2 separate regions of the Mus musculus genome follow, and region 1 is linked to region 2. A link is a contact called in public Hi-C data. All regions are on one chromosome and are shown on one strand. Each heading gives the region's core, a stretch centred on a gene start, on an enhancer-like site or on the middle of the called end of the contact. The rest is flanking DNA. Distances are from core to core; before and after follow the strand shown.

Region 1 (6,029 bases), core at 1,582-4,081, 57 kb after region 2:
GGAGCCAGTCCTAGATGACCTCACTCAGGCCTGCTGCCACCAACATGTCCTACCTTGCTTGCTTACCGCCGCCGTGTGCAGAGGGCAGAACGACACATCTAGAAATTCTCCCCAAACCCGGTTTTCAGTAAGTCCACACTGTACACGTTTCTCATTGCACAAAGCTTTATTGGGCCCCTCCCAGAAGTCTCTCCAAGGGATCCCGCCTGGGCCAGCCTGGGAGGTCTGCTGGGCAAACACAGAAATGCATCTGCTGAACAGGCTGCTGGCCACTGAGGAAGAAGGGCCAGGAAGAGGGAGTGTGCTCCTTCAAGAAGAGTCCAGGCAGAAAGTGGGCTCCCCTGTATGAGGAAGGGTGGGGCCAGGTCAGACCAGGGCTTTAGAAGAACAGGAGGACTATAGGGGTGGAGGGAGGAAAGAGAAGGGCAACAGGAACACCATGGGTGGAAGTTCAGAGGAAGGAAAACCTCAAGTGTCCAGAGACCAGGGTGGGGGAAGCAGACCAAGAGCGACAGGAGTGACGGTCAAGGAAGACTGAGCCCATGTAACCAGGGCATGATGAGATGGGGTCAGACCCAGGGCACAGGACTGTTATTCTCTGATGCTCTTCTCTAAATCTAGGGGCTGGGCCATCTTTTCTGAGTGCGTAGGAAATACCCCGGCTGGGAGACATAGAAGCCAGTGGCAAGACCCACCAACCTGCATGGGTGTCTCCTGACAGCCTTGGGAATGGGAGGCAGAGACTATGCCTGCCACACACTGCACACCAACCCCACCCGGAGGCTAGGAGATGAAGGGGTTAGTGTCAGGCCCTCTAAGCACTCCTTCCCTGGCAGACCACTACTACCCAAATCTTGGGAGTGGAAGACTGGCCAAAGGCCAGTCCTCCTCAGTCATGCCAGGACCTTGGCCCTCCTCCTCCACCAAGTTGGTCCAAGATACCAAATGGACCCAGCCCAGTGCATCCCTCCTTTCTCTCCCTGTCTGCCCTCTGCTGGAGCTGGGAGAAAGCAGGCAGGAGAGCCCAGAGCATACCATCCCACCCCGGCTCTTGAAACAGGACAAGTACCCCAACTTGTGTCCCTTCCCAAATCTGCCAGGTCCACTGAGGCCTACACCCCTCATGGATTTCAGAAGAGTCTTGGCCTTGGGCCAGTATTCATGTTCTAGACCACTGGGACAAGACAAGATAGTTTAAGTAACTGGTAGAAAGGCTGAGAACTACAGCTAGTTAGGGGTGCTCCCCTGAAGGGCATGGGAAAAGAGGACTGGGGAGGAAAATAGAGATGAGGAGGAACCGCAGAAAGGTAGGGAGCACTGGTGTGGTTGTCAAGCCAGGTATGTGTCCCCAAAGCCAGAATCACTGGCACCCCTTGGGTCTTTCCTCACCTGTACAGGATGCCAGGGAAGTCGAAGGCCTGGGTTCTTCATCCAAGGCTCTGGAATCCTGAGGTGTGGGGTGTAGCCTATTTCCCACACAACACCCGCCCCTGTCCAGAAATGTGGATGGCAGGGTTTCCCAAGTGTCCCATATCAGAAAGGGGTGATGTTCAGGGGTGACTGGTCCCATAGAGCAGGACCAGAAGGACTTCTATCTGTCCCAGACTATGGCTGCCACATGGCATATGCACCTACACACATAATGCGAGAAGGGGAGGATCGGCCTCATATCCCTGTCCCAGGTCCTTATAGGAAGAAGCAGGACACAAGCCCTAGACTGGTATCTCCCAGAGATGAGGGGATCTTGGGCTGAAGAGAACTATCTCTTGCTCTACCCAAGACAGCGCCCAGAAGCTCCCAATCTGTCTCTCAGACTCTCCAGCCAGAGTCTCTTCTCACTTTACCACCTAAGTCTGAAAGAGAGTGGGGGGGGGGTTGATCTGTAAGCTCAGAGGAGCCCTGCTTAGGGATAGAACCATGAGTGGAACCCCCAGCCAGGCACGTTCAGGGAGATTTCTGAAGTCCTCCTGAAAGACCTTACAAAGAGTGCTAGAAACAGCAAAGGAGTCTGATGGCTTCCTTCAGGTGGGAAGTGCTGATGTTTACTCCCTTGCCCCCAGAGCAGAGACATCCTCTGACCCAGAGGGAGAAGAGCCACTTTCACAGGCTGTTCACAGGCAGCACACTCCAGATCCAGCTGCTCTGGCGGCCACAGGTCCCGCGACCGAGGGACTCCCTGGGCAGAGCATCCTGCCAGGACAGCAGAAACCAGGTGGTGAGGGCGGGCGCCTACCTGGGCGCCCTCTGGGCTACTTGAGGTCGACTTTTCCGGACAAGTTCCATGGCTAATGGAAAGTGGTCTGACTGTGCTCACCCTCCCGAGACGCCAGCGCGGTCTCTGGTAGAGAAAGTTAGGTAGCTGGTCTCTCCCGAGAGGGCGATGCATGGGACGCAAGCAGCTGGAGCTGTAGTATCCGGCTGGGGTCCCGTTACCCCAGAGAAGGCCCCTGTGAGTGCTGGAGCATTCTAGGGAGTGCGATTCTTAGGCGCTGCCTTCGGGTTGAGGCCTTGACCTGAGGGGTCATTGTGAGGTGTATCTAAAGTGGAACTTGCTTAGGGTCTCGAGGACCCCAGGTCAAGCAGCCCCGCCGCCCCTGAACCCAAGTCTCCAGCAGTGCGCCACGCGCAGAGACAGATTAGGAGGTCTGCGCCGCTGTGGCAGAGCCGACCAGAGCCCCACGCTGTTGGGGAGTTGCCCCGCACCCCTAAAAAGCCTCAGCACACGTTCCCTGTTGAAAGTACGCACTTTACGCGTCCGGGCGCCTCCGCGGTTGAGTCGGGCCGCCGCGCTCCGAGTTCGCGAAGGTGGCTCAGTTCGGGCGCTCCAGTCTCGACGTTCCCGGGGCAGAGAGCAACGTCCGGGGACGAACGGGACGGGTGCGCCCGGCGGCCGGGGCTGCGCCGGGCGAGGCAAGCGGCGAGAGGGGAGCGCTCCCGCGTTCAGGCAACAGCTACCCCTAGTGGGAGAGCCGCCCGGGGCCGGCGCCGCCCCGCGCCCGCTGCCCCGCGCCCCGCGCCCGCAGCGCCCCGCGCCCAGGGCGTCCCGGAGCCGGCCGAGGGCGAGGCCCGGCGTCGCTTGCCGCGACTCTCCGGGTCTCCCGAGCTGGGCGCCAGCCCACCCGCGGGCCCTGCCCTCGGCACCTCCGGGCTGGAGCCGAGGGGCAGCTGACCCGGGAACCGCGGCGTCCGGCGGGAGCGAGATGGGACGGGGCGGGCGCGGCGCGGACTGGGGCGGCGCGCGGCAAGCTCGGGCAGCGGCGGGGGGCGCGGAGCGCGGTGTGCGTGGCGGGGCGGTGCGGGGGGCGGCCGTGTGCGAGGCGCGAGTGTGAGCGCGCGCGGGAGGCGGGCGGACGGGCTGCGGCAGTCGAGCGGCGCCCGCGGGCGAGCGGGGAAGGCGGCGGGAACCCAAAGTTGCCTCCTCGCGGGCCCGCGTCCCCGGCGGGGCTGCAGCCGGGGGCCGGCCGAGCGGCGGCCGCAGACCTGGACTCCCGCGGTACCTGGGCAGCGACCCCGCACGAGCAGCAGCAGCGTGGGCGGCGTTGGCGGCGGCGCGCGGGAAGCGAACCGGAGCTCCGGCGCGGCGCTGCGGCCGCCGGGGAACTCAGCTCAGGTGCGCGGCGAAGAGGGCGCGGGCTGGGACCCGCCCGCTGGGACCTAGGAGGTGCGAGGCGCTTGCGCGGGTTACACCATTGCCACCACTGACTGCTTGGCTCTGAGATCGGGCTCCTAGTCCCTGGACACAGCGGCTTCGGGGTCCCCCGCCCCTGAGAGCGGGCTGCGGGACTCAGGCCCGCCCCTGCCAGCCCCGGGACGCACCGCTCCACCCTCGACCAGCCTGCGCCCGCCCTCGACCCAAGATTTCTGGGGCATTGGCCGCGCCTCTGGGTGATCCCTCCGGGCTCAAGTTGCAAGGGGGCGGGCCCCGGTCGGAGGTGGAGTCTCCCGCCAATTCAAGCTTTGACTATAAATTGAGCTCCCAGAGCACCGAGGACCAGATGCCTCGCCAGGCCGCCTCGAGGTTGGTGGTCGGAGAAGGTGAAGGGCCCCCGGGGGCTTCGGGGCCCGCGGCCACCATGCTCCGCTCTCTGCTGCTTCACTCGCTGAGGCTCTGCGCCCAGACCGCCTCGTGCCTCGTGCTGTTCCCGCGCTTCCTAGGCACGGCCTTCATGCTCTGGCTTTTAGATTTCTTGTGCATCCGCAAGCATTTCCTGCGCCGTCGCCATCCTGACCACCCTGAGCCCGAAGTAGAGCTCAACAGTGAAGGCGAGGAGATGCCCCCTGACGACCCGCCCATATGCGTATCAGACGACAACCGTCTGTGCACCCTGGCCTCTCTCAAAGCCGTGTGGCATGGCCAGAAATTGGATTTCTTCAAGCAAGCCCATGAGGGTGGCCCAGCGCCCAACTCGGAGGTTGTCCGACCTGATGGCTTCCAGAGCCAGCGCATCCTCGACTACGCACAAGGGACCCGCCCGTTGGTGCTCAATTTTGGCAGCTGTACCTGACCACCGTTCATGGCGCGGATGAGCGCCTTCCAGCGCCTGGTCACCAAGTACCAGCGCGACGTTGACTTCCTTATCATCTACATCGAGGAAGCCCACCCATCCGACGGCTGGGTCACCACAGATTCACCCTATGTCATCCCCCAGCACCGCAGCCTGGAGGACCGTGTCAGCGCAGCGAGAGTACTACAACAAGGTGCACCTGGCTGTGCTCTGGTCCTGGACACTATGGCCAACTCTAGCAGTTCCGCATATGGTGCCTATTTTGAGCGCCTCTACGTCATCCAGAGTGGCACCATCATGTACCAGGGAGGCCGTGGCCCCGACGGTTACCAGGTGTCTGAGTTGCGCACTTGGTTGGAGCGCTATGATGAACAGTTGCATGGTACTAGGCCACATCGATTCTAAATAACCAAGGGACAAGTGACTGAATTGGTGGGCCGGGTCTCCTGGGCCTTCGAAGCCCACGTGCAAATGCTCCAAAGAAAGTCAAAGGTTGTGGGGGATCCCCATGACACAGATGAGCACAGCCACAGAACTCAGGCTGAGTCTGGCTAACTTGAGACTCTGCTATAGTGACTCCCTTTTGTACGTTTTTGGCTTGCTCTCAGGAGCATTGCTGTGGCTCGAACTGACAGCTTTGTCCCTGCTGGAGTTTACCTGCTGGACTTTCTGACACCAGGTCTCCAGCGCTGCTTCGGCAAAGCGCGAAAGTCCCCAGCATTTCACAGCTCGGACTTGTTGGCCACGCCCGCGCGCCCTGAGCGCAGCTGGGTTCCAGCAGCGCCTCAGGCTCTAGCTAGTTGCCTGGCACCCACCTGTCGAGCGCAGGGAGTCCTGCTGCTTTTGTGTTTATTTCTTATCCCTGGGTTGGGGGAGGGGCTCGAGATAGGGAAAGGGTGGGCAGGGTAATTTCCCCGCCTAGCTTTGGGTGCGCTGGAGCCCTGGCTGCTGATGACGAACCGCCTCTAACTGGGCTTGACCACGGGTCGGCTCTGAATTGCAGAGAGGCTCGAAACAGCGCCTAAAGTAAGAGGGGGAGAGTGCTCTGGGTTCCACAGGGAACCGTCGAAAAAGGGGTGGAAGAGGGACATGGTAAGGGATGGACTTCGAGACCAAAGGAAGTGGCTTGGGGAATCAATCTGCGAGGTTCGCAGGTCCCCAGGAGGGATGCGAGAACTTTTTGGAGAAGGGATTAGTTCTAAGACAAGGAGAAGGGGAAGAACTTGGGAGTCCTAGGCAGAAAGCGCGGGTTGTGGGGCGGGGTGAAGACCAATCAGTGAATGTTGTGTTGGAAACATTCCTTGTGTATAAACTTTTAAGCTACAATAATAAAGACTTGAAGGAAGTTGCTCTGATTGCCTTTGGTCCGTTTATTTTCTCGTGTCTTTGAAAAACCAAAAAGAACTAAACACAAATTTCTCCCTGGCATCCCCATAGTGACTCTAGGGGAAAGTAGGGACGGGAAAGAACCCAGGTCCTGCAGGGGTGGGGGGGGGCTGGAGATGGGCGGAGGAGGAAGGAGTT
Region 2 (5,604 bases), core at 119-2,618:
GTAGTCAATCCATGACAGAGAAAGAACAGGGGTGACCATAGGCTGGGTAGAGGGTGACGGGAATCAGTTTAAAGGGTGCAATATGTAGTGATGGTGGCAGTTGTGATACGCTGTGACTACTCTTAAAAAAAAAAAAACTGACAAAACAGGGAAATTCTGTGCTGTGTATGGTTTACTGCATGATTCAATACAAAAGCTATGCAAATAATTTATCATAAAAAGCAAAGCTGATGAGCGCTGTCACCAAAGATGAAGATGATCCTGGACCAGGCCGTCTATCTGAGGATGCTAAGTGGAGAGGGTGGACACCTGGGATGGAGGCAGGCGAGCACAGGGACAGCTTAGCAACGTGGGACTGCACTTGGCTTCAACTATGTATCCTAGGAGCCCATCTTCGGAGAGCTGAACTCATACCCGACTCAAACAATGGGATGGATTTCCTTTCCCGTAGCAATCCCTTTCTGGCTCCTCTTTGGTGGTCAGTTTCCATTCAAACAAATCGTGAAACCCCCTGGGAATGAGAGATAGAGAGCCGCTCCAGTCTGAACCACTTTTGGGTGCATGCGCAACGAGCAAACGATGTCCTCTGAGTGAACTTTGAGGGGAAATCCCTACTTGAGATCATATGCAGAACTGGGCATGCTCACGATTGAAATCAGGTGCATCATGGGAAGTATCAAAGGCTCACATAACCCAAGCCTGTCAATCAAGACAGAGCCCTCCATATCATGCCCCCTAATAACCAGCTCCTCCTTATCCTTGACCCCATAAAAGGAAACCCCAAACACTAACCTTGAATGCTCTGGCTCAAGGGACCTGCTGCTCCGTTGAGCTATAAGACTGCTTTGTTTCTGAGCAAGTCCCCAGCACTGTGCAATCTGTGCATGTGTCTTTAATTCTCCAAGTAAGATGCCAAGAACCCAGAAACGTTTGCCCAGTCTAGGATGTCTGAACCAGCGACAGGATAACAGTGTGTTCTCCCGCTCTGAAGGGGGTCCTGGTGTGGACAAATGAAGAGATAGGAAAAACAAGGGTGCAGGTGTCCAGGGACCAGGGAAAGGCATAGTGGCTTCCACTTTAGAAAAATGGAAAGAATGCTGGAGCCGGGTGGCAGTCGGTCGTGGACACCAGCACCGCGGTACTCAGTGTTACTGATACTGGCACGGAACCCGATGTGAAATGCTCGCAGCATGAGTTCAGATCCTGCGTTCCACCACCAGCCCTGAAAGAAAGAATGCTGCACTGGCGACTTTTACCTTACTTAGATTTTTCCCAGATTTTTTTTTAAGGGAGAGAAAAGCACACCACCACCAACAGTAAACAGAGAGCTCCAGCCTTCAGCCCGGGGATCTCTAAGGCAATCTGGCACATGAGCGGTCAGCAGGGACCTTCCTGCCACCTTTGCCCTCGGAGCTCCATGGAGCAAAGTCTCTCTGTACCTGGCATTGCTTCATCTGGCCAGAGGCCAGTATTCGTAAAAAACGGCAAAGATAAATATTTTCCACCTGGACTTGGGTAGCAGACTACAAACAGAGAGCATTCCGTTTGGGTTATTTAGAGTCACTGCCTTGTTTTGAGCCTCATGCGCTTTCTAACCACTGTCTTGTTGACCCTCCTTAGTTCTAAAAAGTACAGCAGGTCCTGCTTCCTTGAGATGCACGCACCAGCCACAAAGCCTTGTGCATGGCTTCCTGGACTGCTGGGATGAAGCTTCCTTGTGTATCAGTACAATAGTCTCGTGATGTGGCTGCAGGATGCACAGGGTCGTGCTGCACACTGCAGATAGGGATGCTCCCAGAGATGGTCCCAGTGACTACTCCACAGTCACTCTGCTAGCCAAACCTTCCCCTCTGCACTCTGGCTCACTATCCATCCCTCCACCCACTGAACCCATGAAATTAACATATGCAAATAGGAGGCCAGGAACCCCAGCCAGATCCAGAGGGGGCTTCCTGCTCCAAGTGGGGGTTCACAGCAGGATCCGAAACCCCTGAACCCAGAGATTGATCAGCCTAAGATTGTCAACAGAGCACTGTCACCAGTGCACAGTCCCACACTGGGACCTTATCATGACATCATCCTTTCCAAGAACTCCACAGCTCAACCCGATATGCAGCAGGGCTCTGTGACTGGATCCAACCTTTTCCCAGACCGTGCCGGCCCCAGTGGAAGTGCTCTGTTGTGACCACCCTGGGCTGTGACCAGGCACTTTCTGCCTTCCCACACAAAAAGTATCTTTTGCTTCTCTCCTTTGACACTGACTATCTAGCCTAAGGCAGGAACCAATTAAACTAATTAATCCCCAGACACTTGGCTCAGGATGGAGAAACTAGGCCCTCACACTTTGAATAACTCCAGAGGAAACCCTTTGATTCAGAGAGCATCTAGGGACCTTTTGTATCTGGGGCTCTAACTTCCAAGAGCAGGCAGGACCCAGAGACCTCGGTGTCCCGGGTGTCTCTTCTCCAGGCCTCTCTGGAGGGGTCTCCCTGTTGGCTGAACCCAAGACCACATTCAGAGGTATCAGGGACATCAGCTCCTCCTACCTCTTGCATCCTTCCCTAGGATACAAGCCAGGCAGCTGCCCCTAGGGGAACCTCTTGGCACATCCATGAAGGGTTTGAGCTTTTTCTTATAAGGAAGACGATGACCCTCTGATTTGGAAGGGCTTAAATACTTCTAGGTTCAAGAGTACAATTTATTGAAAATGAAGTTCAAAGTCTCAGAAGAGGTGGCCCTGCTCTTAAGACACCTTATCATCAGTGACCAGGTCCCTCATCCAATGCTATTACTGCACAGACAACAGCAGACTCTCCTTGGCTGATGCAGGAGGAGTGACTTTCCACGCTGTTTACTCTCATACCATTCTGGCAAGAGTCGGTGTTGTTCTCTCTCCCTGCAGAAGCAGGAACTCTGGGGCACTTGGAATCTGGTCTCTGCACAGGATTTTCCAGAGCTGTGTCTCTGCAGAGAATGGAGATCCTCTTGCCGAGAGCCTTTGTCACCTTCCTTCCTGGGTTCCTAGCCCCACCCTCTTAACACTGTTAGCAATCGTCTGGAGACAGAAGTCACGCAGCCCCGAACCTGCCTCTGTCACCCTCACACGAGTTTTTATTGTGTCTTTTGGATGAGCCGTGTTTTCAAATTCCCAGCAACTATTTCCAAATCAAGTTTTCTTTTTTTTTTTTCCATTTTTTATTAGGTATTTAGCTCATTTACATTTCCAATGCTATACCAAACGTCCCCCATATCCACCCACCCCCACTCCCCTGCCCACCCACTCCCCCTTTTTGGCCCTGGTGTTCCCCTGTACTGGGGCATATAAAGTTTGCAAGTCCAATGGGCCTCTCTTTCCAGTGATGGCCGACTAGGCCATCTTTTGATATATATGCAGCTAGAGTCAAGAGCTCCGGGGTATTGGTTAGTTCATAATGTTGTTCCACCTATAGGGTTGCAGATCCCTTTAGCTCCTTGGCTACTTTCTCTAGCTCCTCCATTGGGAGCCCTATGATCCATCCATTAGCTGACTGTGAGCATCCACTTCTGTGTTTGCTAGGCCCCGGCATAGTCTCACAAGAGACAGCTACATCTGGGTCCTTTCAATAAAATCTTGCTAGTGTATGCAATGGTGTCAGCGTTTGGATGCTGATTATGGGGTGGATCCCTGGATATGGCAGTCTCTACATGGTCCATCCTTTCATCTCAGCTCCAAACTTTGTCTCTGTAACTCCTTCCATGGGTGTTTTGTTCCCAAATCTAAGGAGGGGCATAGTGTCCACACTTCAGTCTTCATTCTTCTTGAGTTTCATGTGTTTAGCAAATTATATCTTATATCTTGGGTATCCTAGGTTTGGGGCTAATATCCACTTATCAGTGAGTACATAGCCAAATCAAGTTTTCAAAGCGACTTGCATTTTTGACCTAATAGAAACTAGAGAAAGCTGGACAAGGATTCCCCATATGTCTTTAAGACCCCTTTGTTTGTTTGTGTGTTTGTTTGTTTCAATAAAGTTGTGCCTTCTTGTCTCTGCTTTCTTCCTTTCTGCTTGAAGCCCTGTCCGCTTACACTCACCATGCTCTGTGATGTGCCTGGTTCCAGGAGGATTTGGGGCAGTATATACACCCTCAAGCACTCAGCATCCTCCGTGAGGCCAGATATTCCCATTGCCTTGAGACACCCACCATTTCCTGGCCCAGAGGCAGTCTATGGGCCTCACACACTGCACTCCCATCAGACTTTATTTAGAAGCTCTCAGGGGTTCCCTTGTCCTTCCAAATTGGACACAGACCCTCAACTGGAGGTCAGAGCCCCAACAGGACTCAACCCTCTCAGTAAGTCTCACCAGGCAAACCCTCCCTCCACTCTGGTCTAAGAAGTCATTGTTTCCCAGCAAGGTGTCCTCATTGCTTGCAGGCTCTACCTCATGAGCTTCCTTCCCGTCAGCCACCAGACCCTTGCACCATGCCATCTGACTGCTGTTTCTGCAGCTGCCTCGGCAGAGCCCTGTGGGCTTGCTGGCCTGTGTGATCTCACTGTTCTGAAGGTGAGTGTCCAAGACAGCCCTTACTGTGTCAAATCAGAACAGCAGCAGGCTGGCAGCTCTGCAAGCCCTCTGTTTCCTCACCTTCCATAGCACCTAGAAGGCATTTATCACCTTCTCTGTGGCTATGACTTTTCCATCTCCTTCTTGCCTTTGTGGTAACACTGGACCCATCAGACAATCTGGGATCCCGCTCATTAGCTGTGACATACCTGTGAAATCCCTCTGGGACCTTTATCTGGTCAAACACAGGATACAGGTTTTGGCTTACTCCAACTCATGCCATCCATTCACTTCCACTGTCCCCACAGGCAAAGGAATCCTGAGGCTCCCACAGCAGGGAGTGTTAGAGCCCCATGAAGATGAAGGCTGAATCCCGGCGAGGCTCCTGTGGGCCCTGATCTATGCTCACACACCAGCTGCCTGGATCACCTCCAGCCACCACGTTGATAGTGGGTATCCTGGGCTTCAAAGCAATTGATTATAAAGGTACAAGCCTGGGTTGGCAGTTCATCCCTGGTTCTGGAGTGGCAATGACTACCACGGAACAAAGTCCTCCCTGCTCTCCATGGGCCTAGTTCTTTCCCACAAAGACGCCTGAGCCAAAAGCACTGGCAAAGGAGTACACAGACCTGAGCTGAGCCAAGAGGCCTTGAGTCAAAGCCAGCCACTGAGTGTCAATGCAGCAGCACGTACTTAGAGAGCGCACACACACACAAGCACGCTCTCACACACACATGCACAACACATACACAATCGTGCACACAGGCACTCAAGTGGGCAGACTTCATAGGTTAGAAGTAGACTCACATCTACACATTCTGGGCCTTGGTCTAAAAGAGGGGACAGGACTGCATCCTTCATGTCCTCCTTTCTGACTGGTTCTAGCCAGAATGCAGTTGGGATAAGAGGAACATGCCCCCTGCCCCCCACCTCCCATCTTAGTCCATGAGTTCTGAGCTCCTTGTGGAGGGCAACAGAACAACAGGCCAGCTGTGGGGTCTTACTGCTAACCTGTGCTGGTTAGACCTTTGTTAGCTTGGCATAAGCTAAAGTAATCTAG

What was found. Hi-C and Micro-C count contacts between places; a contact is called where the count stands out from the background.
Region 1: a contact with region 2 is called in a Hi-C map of liver, with 2.6 times the contacts expected there. The contact joins the promoter of Dio3os here to the enhancer-like site in region 2. A contact is called at or near these places in 2 of 39 promoter capture datasets (liver and macrophages), 1 of 15 datasets of contacts at CTCF or cohesin (the NIH/3T3 cell line), 5 of 484 Hi-C or Micro-C datasets (the Patski cell line, cerebral cortex and liver), 4 of 115 datasets of contacts at active chromatin or transcription factors (embryonic forebrain, embryonic midbrain, embryonic stem cells and 1 more) and 3 of 9 other capture datasets (adipose tissue, liver and pancreatic islet).

The regions. Positions count from the first base shown.
Region 1 is chr12:110,275,237-110,281,265 of GRCm38.p6, forward strand. Dio3os (deiodinase, iodothyronine type III, opposite strand) reads right to left here and starts at 2,832. Exons shown (of 4, transcript NR_002866.2): 1 at 2,747-2,832; 2 at 2,315-2,513; 3 at 1,390-2,190; 4 at 148-341. It overlaps Dio3 (deiodinase, iodothyronine type III), which reads left to right and starts at 3,994. Exons shown (of 1, transcript NM_172119.2): 1 at 3,994-5,861. The coding sequence starts at 3,996. The coding sequence ends at 4,910. Mir1247 (microRNA 1247) reads right to left here and starts at 2,893; the gene lies at 2,812-2,893.
Region 2 is chr12:110,219,308-110,224,911 of GRCm38.p6, forward strand. Gm40576 (a long non-coding RNA gene) reads right to left here. Exons shown (of 3, transcript XR_001780704.2): 3 at 3,819-5,604. Among named protein-coding and RNA genes, the nearest start is that of Gm34895, 6.6 kb to the left of the region's middle. Within about 2 kb of position 1,369, at least 16 of the 459 cell types and tissues checked have an H3K27ac peak or open chromatin away from gene starts, as enhancers often do. A contact at or near this core is called in liver, where this site is marked.